Regions from separate parts of the Danio rerio genome. Here region 1 is linked to region 2. A link is a contact called in public Hi-C data. All regions are on one chromosome and are shown on one strand. The core of a region is the stretch at or near the end of the contact, and the rest is flanking DNA. Distances in the headings are between cores, read along the strand shown.

Region 1 (4,604 bases), core at 623-3,122, 210 kb before region 2:
AGTCCTAAAAATCCTCATTATTAACTTTAAAATAATCACTTCTGTTAATTATATATATATTAATATATTAAATATATAAATTTTTAAATGTCTGTAGACTGATTAATATATAAAGCATATTTTACACTGATATGACATAGTCCTTCAACTAAAACAGCAACTACAACTTTGCGCTAATGTCTTGTAAAATCCTCTATTTAGTATGATTAAAAAAACCTTGTAGATTACCTGGGTTGGATGATATATAAAGCATATTTTACACTGACATGACGTCATGCTTTAGCTAAAACAGCAAATACAGCCTCTTGCTAATGTCTTGTAAAATCCTCTATAGGCTCTATTTGAAATCCTAAATACATACAATTGAACAAAAAAACAGTTAAAACAATAACACCGAAAGGTGTCCTGGTGGCTGAGAATAGGATATCAAGCATTCAAATCACAAACAGTGTCAATAAACATTGTGTCTGTGCAAAAAAGCTCATTATTAACTTTTAAAATGATCACTTCTGTTAATCAGGCACAGAATAATGCTGGTAAATTTTTAATTGTCTGTAGATTAACCAGCCTGGTCGATATATGAAGCATATTTTACATATTTTGAGCTAATATCCTGTAAAATCCTTTATTTACTATGTCTTGTGATTAGACATCATTATGTATAAGTTTCTGATGGTATGATAACCTTGGATAAAAACTATCACGGTTTTACAGTATCACAGTGTTGTGATTACTTATCTAAAATAAGTTTTTTTTTTTTTATAAAAACAACATTTTTCCCCATTGAACAGACACAATATATTTGATTTTTGAAAACATTTACAATATTTTAGAAAAGTAAACTTGTCCAACTAAATAATTAAAATAAATAAATGACATCTGCTATCATCATTAGTTTCAAAAGCACAGATTTGTTTACAAAACTTCAAAAACACATTTAAAAAACCTTACATATAACTTAGGAACGGTATAACAGAAATTTTTTTGCTATTTTAAAACCTTAACTTTTCCAAATTGTGGTAAATCTTGAAACCGGTTATTGACTCATGCCTACTTGTGATAATTAACTAGACCGGATGATATATAAAGCATGTTTTGCACTGACGTCATGCTTCAGCTTAAACAGCAAATACAGCCTTGTGCTAATGTCTTGTAAAATCCATATCTATAGGTCTTATATCTATATAGGTCCATATCTATAAATCTATAGGCTCTATTTCATTAAAATATGAACAATTGAACAAAAAAATAACACCATAAGGTGTCCTGGTGGCTAAGAAAGTCCAGACAAACTAAATAAAAGGATTTTAAGCATTCAAATTACAAACGGTAGTGTCCATACAGATGCAAAAAAGCTCATTATTAACTTTAAAATGATTACTTATGTTAATCAGGCACATAATAATGCTGGTAAATGTCTGTAGATTAATCAGCCGGTTACCATATAGAAAAATGACATTATCCTTCAAATAAAACATCAAATATGACTTTGAGCTAATGTTCTGTAAAGTCCTCTATATATCTTTTGTGATTGAAACCCTTAATATGTTCCACTCGAAAAATAATAGCAAAATGTATTCTAGGCGCTGAGAAAGTGCAGACAAACTTAATAACAGTATATCATGCATTCAAATCACATATTGGTTGTGCATATCCTGTCTGCTCAGTATCTCAAGCTGGCCTGACCAGCATGAGGGTTGCAGACTTTCGAGGGAACAGAGTGCTGAGAGAAAGTCACCTTGGTTGGTGGTGATACAAATAACTCCACGGTGCACCTCGTCGTCGCTTGCGTACTGAAATATGGGTGCGCAGGGATTGGGTCGCCATGGCAACCCCTACAAAGCAATGCAGTAGAGGGCGCCAAGGAGAAAGCTGAAGGGGGACAATAGCAGACCTGAAGCCGGAATATCATTTGCATCATTTACAGACTCTATCCGAATGACGACACTAAAAGTGAGTAACACACAGGCGCTAATGGCTGACTGAGAGTGCATGGTTAAAATGAGGGGGAGAAAAAATCATAAAATATTGATTTGCCCCTCATTTCGAGAAATTGAAATGAGAAAATGAAATGAAAATGTTGTAATCTATATGCAGAGTACTGAAAGCAATGGCGAAAGGCAGCGCTTTCAAAGATGGAGTGCGTTTTTTTATTTTTTCAGGTGACTGTCTGGACGCCTGCCGCAGTGTCTGAAAAAGCCAGACATCAGCCAAGTCTGATTACCCCCCCACGTGTGTGCTTGCAAATACGCGTGAGTGTGATGGAGGAAAAGGGAAAAGTTGGATGGAAAAGCGCAAGCAGTTGCCGTGTCCTTATTTGACTCTCATTTAGCAAATGGAGACAATAGCTTCGCCCTCAAGCAATATCTGTCGCTACGAGGCCTTCCTTGACCTCAGTGGGTGTACAGTACATATTTAGTCCATCACTTCAATTGGCTGAAGATCATGCCAGCTATGCACTATAGAAATTACACTCAATTCATGACTCATATAATTACTATTTTGGGTGGTAAATCAATGTAAACCATTAACAATGGTGATTCAGTTTGTAGATATTGTTTAAGACTTTAAACATCAATTATTTTACATGGAGTTAACTTGTTAACCAAGGTTCAGCAGTGAAACCACACCTCACTTTGTCTCCTTAACCAATCACCTACTCCCTAAAACTTACTTAATGGAGACCAGCCCTCTAGCACTGTTCTTCTCGTTCTATCAAACCCACCCTCCCTCCCTCTATTTCCTTGCTTTCCATTAACAATCTTTATAACCCTCTCTTCCCTCCTAGGTTAAACCGGAGGGTCCAACCACTCTACCAAAATATTACAGAGACGGTACCTCCACTCCAAGTCTCTAGGCATCATTGTAGGATGCCTGATCAACCTACCTACCTGTTTACTATTTATCCTTTTACTTACCTTCCCCTTCATCCCACTGTTCTCTTACCATCCCTATCATAAAGTCTAGCTCAAAGTGCCATGGTCCATGCTGGTGAATTAAATCACAGTATGTGCACTGTCAAGTGGGGATCAGAGTTGACCACGTGACTTTTAGATTAATTGCAAAGTTTACCCATAATTGACTTAAAGTATTTTTTGTTCTGTTGTATACACTCACCAGCCACTTTATTAGGTAAACCTGACCAACTGCAGAAATTCATCATTAACTCAAATAACCACTCGTTACAACCGAGGTATGCAGAAGAGCATGTCTGAATGCACAACACGTCCATCCTTAAAGTAGATGGGCTACAGCAGCAGAAGATCACACCAGGTGCCTATCAGCTAAGAACAGCAAACTGAGGCTACAGTTCTCACAGGCTCACTAAAATTGGAAGATAGAAGATTGGAAAAATGTTGCCTGATCTGATGAGTCTTGATTTTTGCTGCGATAATCGGATGGTAGGGTCAGAATTTGGCACTAACAACATGAAATCATAGATCCATCCTGCCTTGTATCAACGGTTCAAGTGCAAATTATCTCAGACTGGTTTCTTAAACATGAAAATGAGTTCACTCTACTCAAATGGCCTCCACAGTCCCAGATCTCAATCCAACAGAGCACATATGGGATGTGGTGGAACGGGAGATAAATGTGCAGCTGACAAATCTGCTGCAATTGTGTGATGCTATCATGTCAATATGGACCAAAATCTCTGAGGAATATTTCCTGTACCTTGTTGAATCTATGCCACGAAGGATTAAGGCAGTTCTGAAGGCAAAAGGTGGTCCAACCCTGTACTAGTAAGGTGTACCTAATGAAATGGCCATTTAGTGTATATCGATGCTTGTACTTTGTTTATTATATTTCGCAATGATTTGCATAATCTTCCCAATCATTTTAAAATAATGAAGTATTTACAAATAGAGCCATTTAGTTTCTCCGGTTATCACAGAGTTTTAGATTTGGAGGGGAAAGGTTTTAGATATAATGCTCTATCAACTTAAACTTTTTTTTTTTCAGAATATATATTACAGAAAAAAAATGAATATTACCATATCAGTTTTTTTCCAACATCGTAGTACCTTAATTTTTAGAATCTTGAGAGAAGATAATAATTTACTGTCAATTTCTTCTACTGTACATGTTGATTTGCAGATTGTGCGCTATATAGAAAAAGAACTCTTGTTTTTATAATATAGCCAGCTATAAACCATCAGCTAAGGTGTTTCCACTCAAAAAGTACACAACTTCTCTTTTTGATGTGTCATTTGGCCAGATTAGAGACAGACATGCTGTAGCCGGTTTTTAGTGAGGATGTGCATCCGCTAGTCCAGTGGCTTCAGGCTTACTGTGCCATGCCTGGCTGTTTTGTATTCATGGTGGACGACTATCACGCTACTGTTGCTGGGGGCTTAGTGGAGCAACCTATTAGCTGGAAAACTGCCACGGCTTGGAGTGAAGTTTTATAAATATATAAAAGCCATACTGCACCTAATTGGATGGTTAGCGTCAGAGGACAATCAATTTTGTCGAGGTTGCATTTTTCGATGCTCCTATTTTCTCGTTTGAGAGTCAGGGATTTGAAATAATGACAAAATTGGGGCACGAGTCAGTCTGAGTGAGGTAATGAAAAATATTACTTACAATATATCTAGAAGTGT
Region 2 (4,799 bases), core at 2,214-4,713:
GATAAGATTGGTTATGGATTCGCTTTGGATAAAAGCGTCTGCTAAATGACTAAATGTAAAGATTAAAGAGTATTTAACAGTTATTATAAAAAAAAAAAGGAAATGAAAAAACATCAACCTTTCCATTTTTTTCCATTGGATTGAAACCCCTGGGTTGTTTATGTTATATTAATGACACAGCAATAGTGCCATAAATTTAACCAAGGCTTAATTTGTGCCGTGACAACCCCCCTAACCCCACTTTATGGTGTGGTCAGAGTTAAATTTGGTAAATCCTTCATTTTGACTACTAAACTAATAGCACTATGAAACCACAACCCATTTGCTCATGCACAGAGCAAGCTCATACACAACACACACAAAAAAGTCAAATGAATGAGAAGGCATGTGGAAAAACACAGTCTAAATCAAGTCATTTTAGCTTGTCAAAGTCAAATTTATGCATAAAAAATATATTTTCTCAACAGCAAAATTGTGGCTAGTAAAAATGGCGGCTAGTTGGAAATCTACTAGCCACAGTTGCTGGTGATCAAAAAAGTTAATGTCAAGCTTTGAATAAAAGGCATTCATTTTACAGCTGAGAGAGGATGATCTCTGCATCAAAATCTCCTAAACAAATAAATAATGACTATAAAAATGATTCGGTTGTTAGACTGCTGCACTTTTTTGTCTTTTCAATATGCTCATGTTTATGTAGTTCCTATTGGTGTGTGTGCACATTGTATGCAATGTTTGTATGTTTATAACCACCTTCAAGTATAGTGGGTGTTGTGAGTAAATGTTATTTTAGGGGCAGTGGTGGAAAGTGTAATTAAAATAAAATCATACTCAAGAGTAAAAAGTAGCCCTTTTAAAAGTACTCATGGGTAGTATTATGCTGTGAATGGTTGATGTGTTTACATGCAGTGTGTGCATGTGCGTGAAAACCAAAAAGATATGGACGTAGTATCGGTGATGTCACCCATGGGTTTCTGAAGAACGCAAAAGAAGCAGAAGTATGCGTGGCCAACCATCGCCATTTTGTTTGCACGCCATCGCACTGACCGGGGGATACAAAACAAAGGCAAAGAGGGGGGCGTGAATGAAGCTACAGATGCCTGCTAGCATTTTGCTTAGAGAGGCTTATTTTTGGGAGAAATGCTTAATACTTTAGTCCCTATAACTTGTTTGTGTTCAGATAACATGTGCTTGGTTGTACACTTTATTAATAAAGTGTTTAGACTTTTAAAAAACACTGAAATAATAAATTGAATCACTAAACATTGTTCTTATGATGTTTTTCTACAGGAAGAAAGCGCAAATAACTTACAAAAACTTTAAATACAGTCTGTGTTAGTAAATGTAAGGCTATTTATGAAATCCAGGCATAACATTGTATCACAATGCTTCAGATGACTTTTCTAGAGCCTACAGCTAATCAATCTGTCAGATTCTGGAGTGCATTACAACTCTAAAGAAAACTACAAATGATAAATGATCTTAAATAAAACAAATACATTTATAGAGATGGTATACAAGTATATAATTTCACTCACCTGGGAAATGGAGGCCACGTGAATACTTTGTGAGCACAATTAAGTGCACACAGCATGCCATATCATCTGATAATTGTAGGAAATAATTCCAAAAGGCAACTGACTGTGTAAAGCCACAGAAAACAAAACAAAAATACGATGTATATGCCAAGATCAGCGGCTGATCAGCTGGAATTGGCTAAGGTGAAGTGATGGCGACCAGCGAGACCTAGCTGTCACTCAAGTGGCCACACCCTTAATTATGCAGATTTAATATAACATAATATAAACTAAAGGGATGAGCTATAAAATAGTTCACCCCCTCACAGTTGTCATGAAGAGTATTATTAGCTATATGAACCAAAATGGTTCTTTGTACCAGGCAGCAAACACCTTTTTTTTTCTTCTGCAAAGTTAGCCATTGAAACATTGGGCTCTATAGAAATTTGCTCTATTATGAAGCCTGGAATTTTGAAGAATTGCAGTTTCAGTTACTTTCATATTTGCTTCATGAGGGAGTGCGGGAGATTGCCGCTTGGTGAAAACGTAACATTCTGTAGTGCATTTAGTGATTGTTTAAGGTCATTTGAGCATTTCAGTCATTATACATAGACATTATCTTCCCATCAGTGACATGCAGGCTAAACAGTCACAGGAGGATTGTGTGTTAAGATTTTGGACACTTTCCAAACATGTCTTGAATTTATTTTTTATTTTTTTATTTGAGTGGACTGGTATCAAAAAAAAAAAAAAATCAAGTGTCTAGGTTGAAGGAAAATAGTGGAGTAAAAGTATTGATACAACATTAAAAATGTACTGAAGGGAAAGTAAAATTACACATTTTTAAAACTACTAGTAAATTACAATTCCTGATAAATACTCCTCAATTACAATAATTTGAGTATTTGTAATTTGTTAATTTACACCACTGTTTGGGAGTCGAAGGCTAAAAACCTTGGGAACCCCTGTTATAATATATAGTCCTTTACAAAACAAATACATTTAAATTACAAGTTCATTAAATATTTAATGCTTTCCTCATTAATAACAATATGTACAGCAATTATTATAGCAAGTGCATCAAAATAACAAGTGTAAACACTTATATTTGCTTTAACAATGCTTTAAATGGCCGTATTAAGCAATATTGAAAAATACATGCAGAGTTATGAAAAAACTTTTCTGATATATTGTTATTTTTTTATTTTTTTATTTTTTTGAGAGGAAAATATTCTTTAAATTCCGTCAGCTTCACTATACTCAGTAGCTGAGCATCTCTTGATCCTCTAATGTCTCTACTCGAAGCAATAAATCAAAAACTTCTATAGAAATGCCAGAGCCTAAAAACAATAAAATAGTAATCTTCAGACAGATTACCCATAAGACACATCCGTGCCTCAGCTCTAATAAGCAATGAATTCGCTTGGCTTCATGGCCCTGAGGTACATGCTATTAGAGATCATTTTGCCAGCTGGCCTGTAATTTCAACTTTGAGATGAGATTTGCATTTTTAATAAGAGGTAAGAGGCCATGAGAGGTTATGAAATAACTGAGTGATTTAGTAGAATGAGAAAGGGTCCAAGTACAGATCCCTGCGGAACACCAGAGGATTGTTGGTGTGAAGATTAATTGGATGCTTTCTGCGCTACCTGACAGGGTTAGCAATGCTGGAGGAATATAAATGTAAGGGCTCTGCACTTCAGAAACCCATTTCACAAAATAATGGCATTTAATAATTCAAGAATTGTACAAATAAGCAATATCTAAGTAGAATCAAAACGATTTGGAAGTTAGTTGTTATGATATTTTACAGAAGTGACATTAAATTGTTATTTCCTGTAAGTGTCGTGCGTTGTGGTTGAATATGCTAATGCTGGTTAATAGATAGTGATCTCAGTTTTAAAATTAGCAAAACATCATAGGTGGCAGGAAACAGGTTAAACAGGATATAGAGAAGAAGAAAAAAAAAGAACATGACTGAACTTTGCATCTTGGTTCAAACATTTAACAATTGAAAAAAAAATTATTTAACTTCCTTCTACGGGAACTAAGCTAAGATCTGTATCTAATTACAGTACATGAAACCTGTCATGCAGCATTACTTGTATGCTTTAGTAGGAATGTGTTTTTAGTAAAAGGTGTAACCAAGTAAGTATAAAGAACTATGTTCCTCTTCGTGACCAGACCAGCTTCCATCATGAAGACTCTAGTGTGTGCTCTAATTGTTGTGCTCCTCTGCAGTGCCTCAGGTACAGATGAAAATCTATCTATCTATCTATCTATCTATCTATCTATCTATCTATCTATCTATCTATCTATCTATCTATCTACCTATCTACCTATCTATCTATCTATCTATCTATCTATCTATCTATCTATCTATCTATCTATCTATCTATCTATCTACCTATCTACCTACCTATCTATCTATCTATCTATCTATCTATCTATCTGAAAATATCTGTTGATTAACAGTTTCCGTATTTTGTGTTTTCTGTTTATTTATGGTCATGAATTGCATTATGGGATGTCAATATCGGCTCTGCCGATGTTACGAATTCAACTGTACAGTTTAACAAAGTGACTTTTATTGACATTTTAGTAGTTTGAAATAATATAATGTTTAAGAAAAAATATCAAGAGAAATAAATCTGTAAAATAACAGAAGATACTGGCAGCTTATCACAAGGTTTTTGTTGCGTAATATACAACACCAACCCAGACAATAATTTTAAATGAAATGTTTTAATTAATGTTGTGAATTAATCAGATTCTTAAAAATAATAATCATAATAATAATTGAATACAGCCACTTGATTGAGAGCGGACATTGTGGAAAACATCAGCAAGTCAAAGCAAAGTGTATTTTTTAGTGGTAAAACTGAGATTGTTCATGTTTTTATTTCAAGATGTTTATTACAAAAATGTATAAGTATTAATAGAATTAAAATATTTTAAATGCAATAAGTTATAGTATTAATTAAATTATATAATAAATTATATATTAGATTATAATAATAAATTACTAAATTACATTGACAACTTCACAGTTTGGTATATTTACCTCCAGCCCACCACCCTCAATCAAGTTTAGTTTTTGGCCCTTCATAAGAAATGGATTGGGCACCCCAGCTTTACACAAAAAAATGTTGATAAAGTCCTTTTTTCCAACCTGTTAAGGTTAAAATTTGTTAAAAGAAAGATTAAGGTTTCATACTCTAATTCAGAAGCATAAATAATGGGGAAAATAAAAAATATAAAAACATGAAATCACAAAATGCAAAA

What was found. A called contact is a pair of places that touch in the nucleus more often than the background predicts.
Region 1: a contact with region 2 is called in a Hi-C map of embryo, with 3 times the contacts expected there. The contact joins the enhancer-like site here to the promoter of si:ch211-207n23.2 in region 2. A contact is called at or near these places in 3 of 18 Hi-C or Micro-C datasets (caudal fin, embryo and an unstated tissue).

The regions. Positions count from the first base shown.
Region 1 is chr15:32,308,004-32,312,607 of GRCz12tu, reverse strand. All of the region lies in intron 10 of zgc:153372, which reads right to left. Among named protein-coding and RNA genes, the nearest start is that of mir125c, 4.9 kb to the right of the region's middle. Within about 2 kb of position 1,872, at least 4 of the 62 cell types and tissues checked have an H3K27ac peak or open chromatin away from gene starts, as enhancers often do.
Region 2 is chr15:32,101,682-32,106,480 of GRCz12tu, reverse strand. si:ch211-207n23.2 reads left to right here and starts at 3,463. Exons shown (of 3, transcript NM_001386226.1): 1 at 3,463-3,763. The coding sequence starts at 3,679.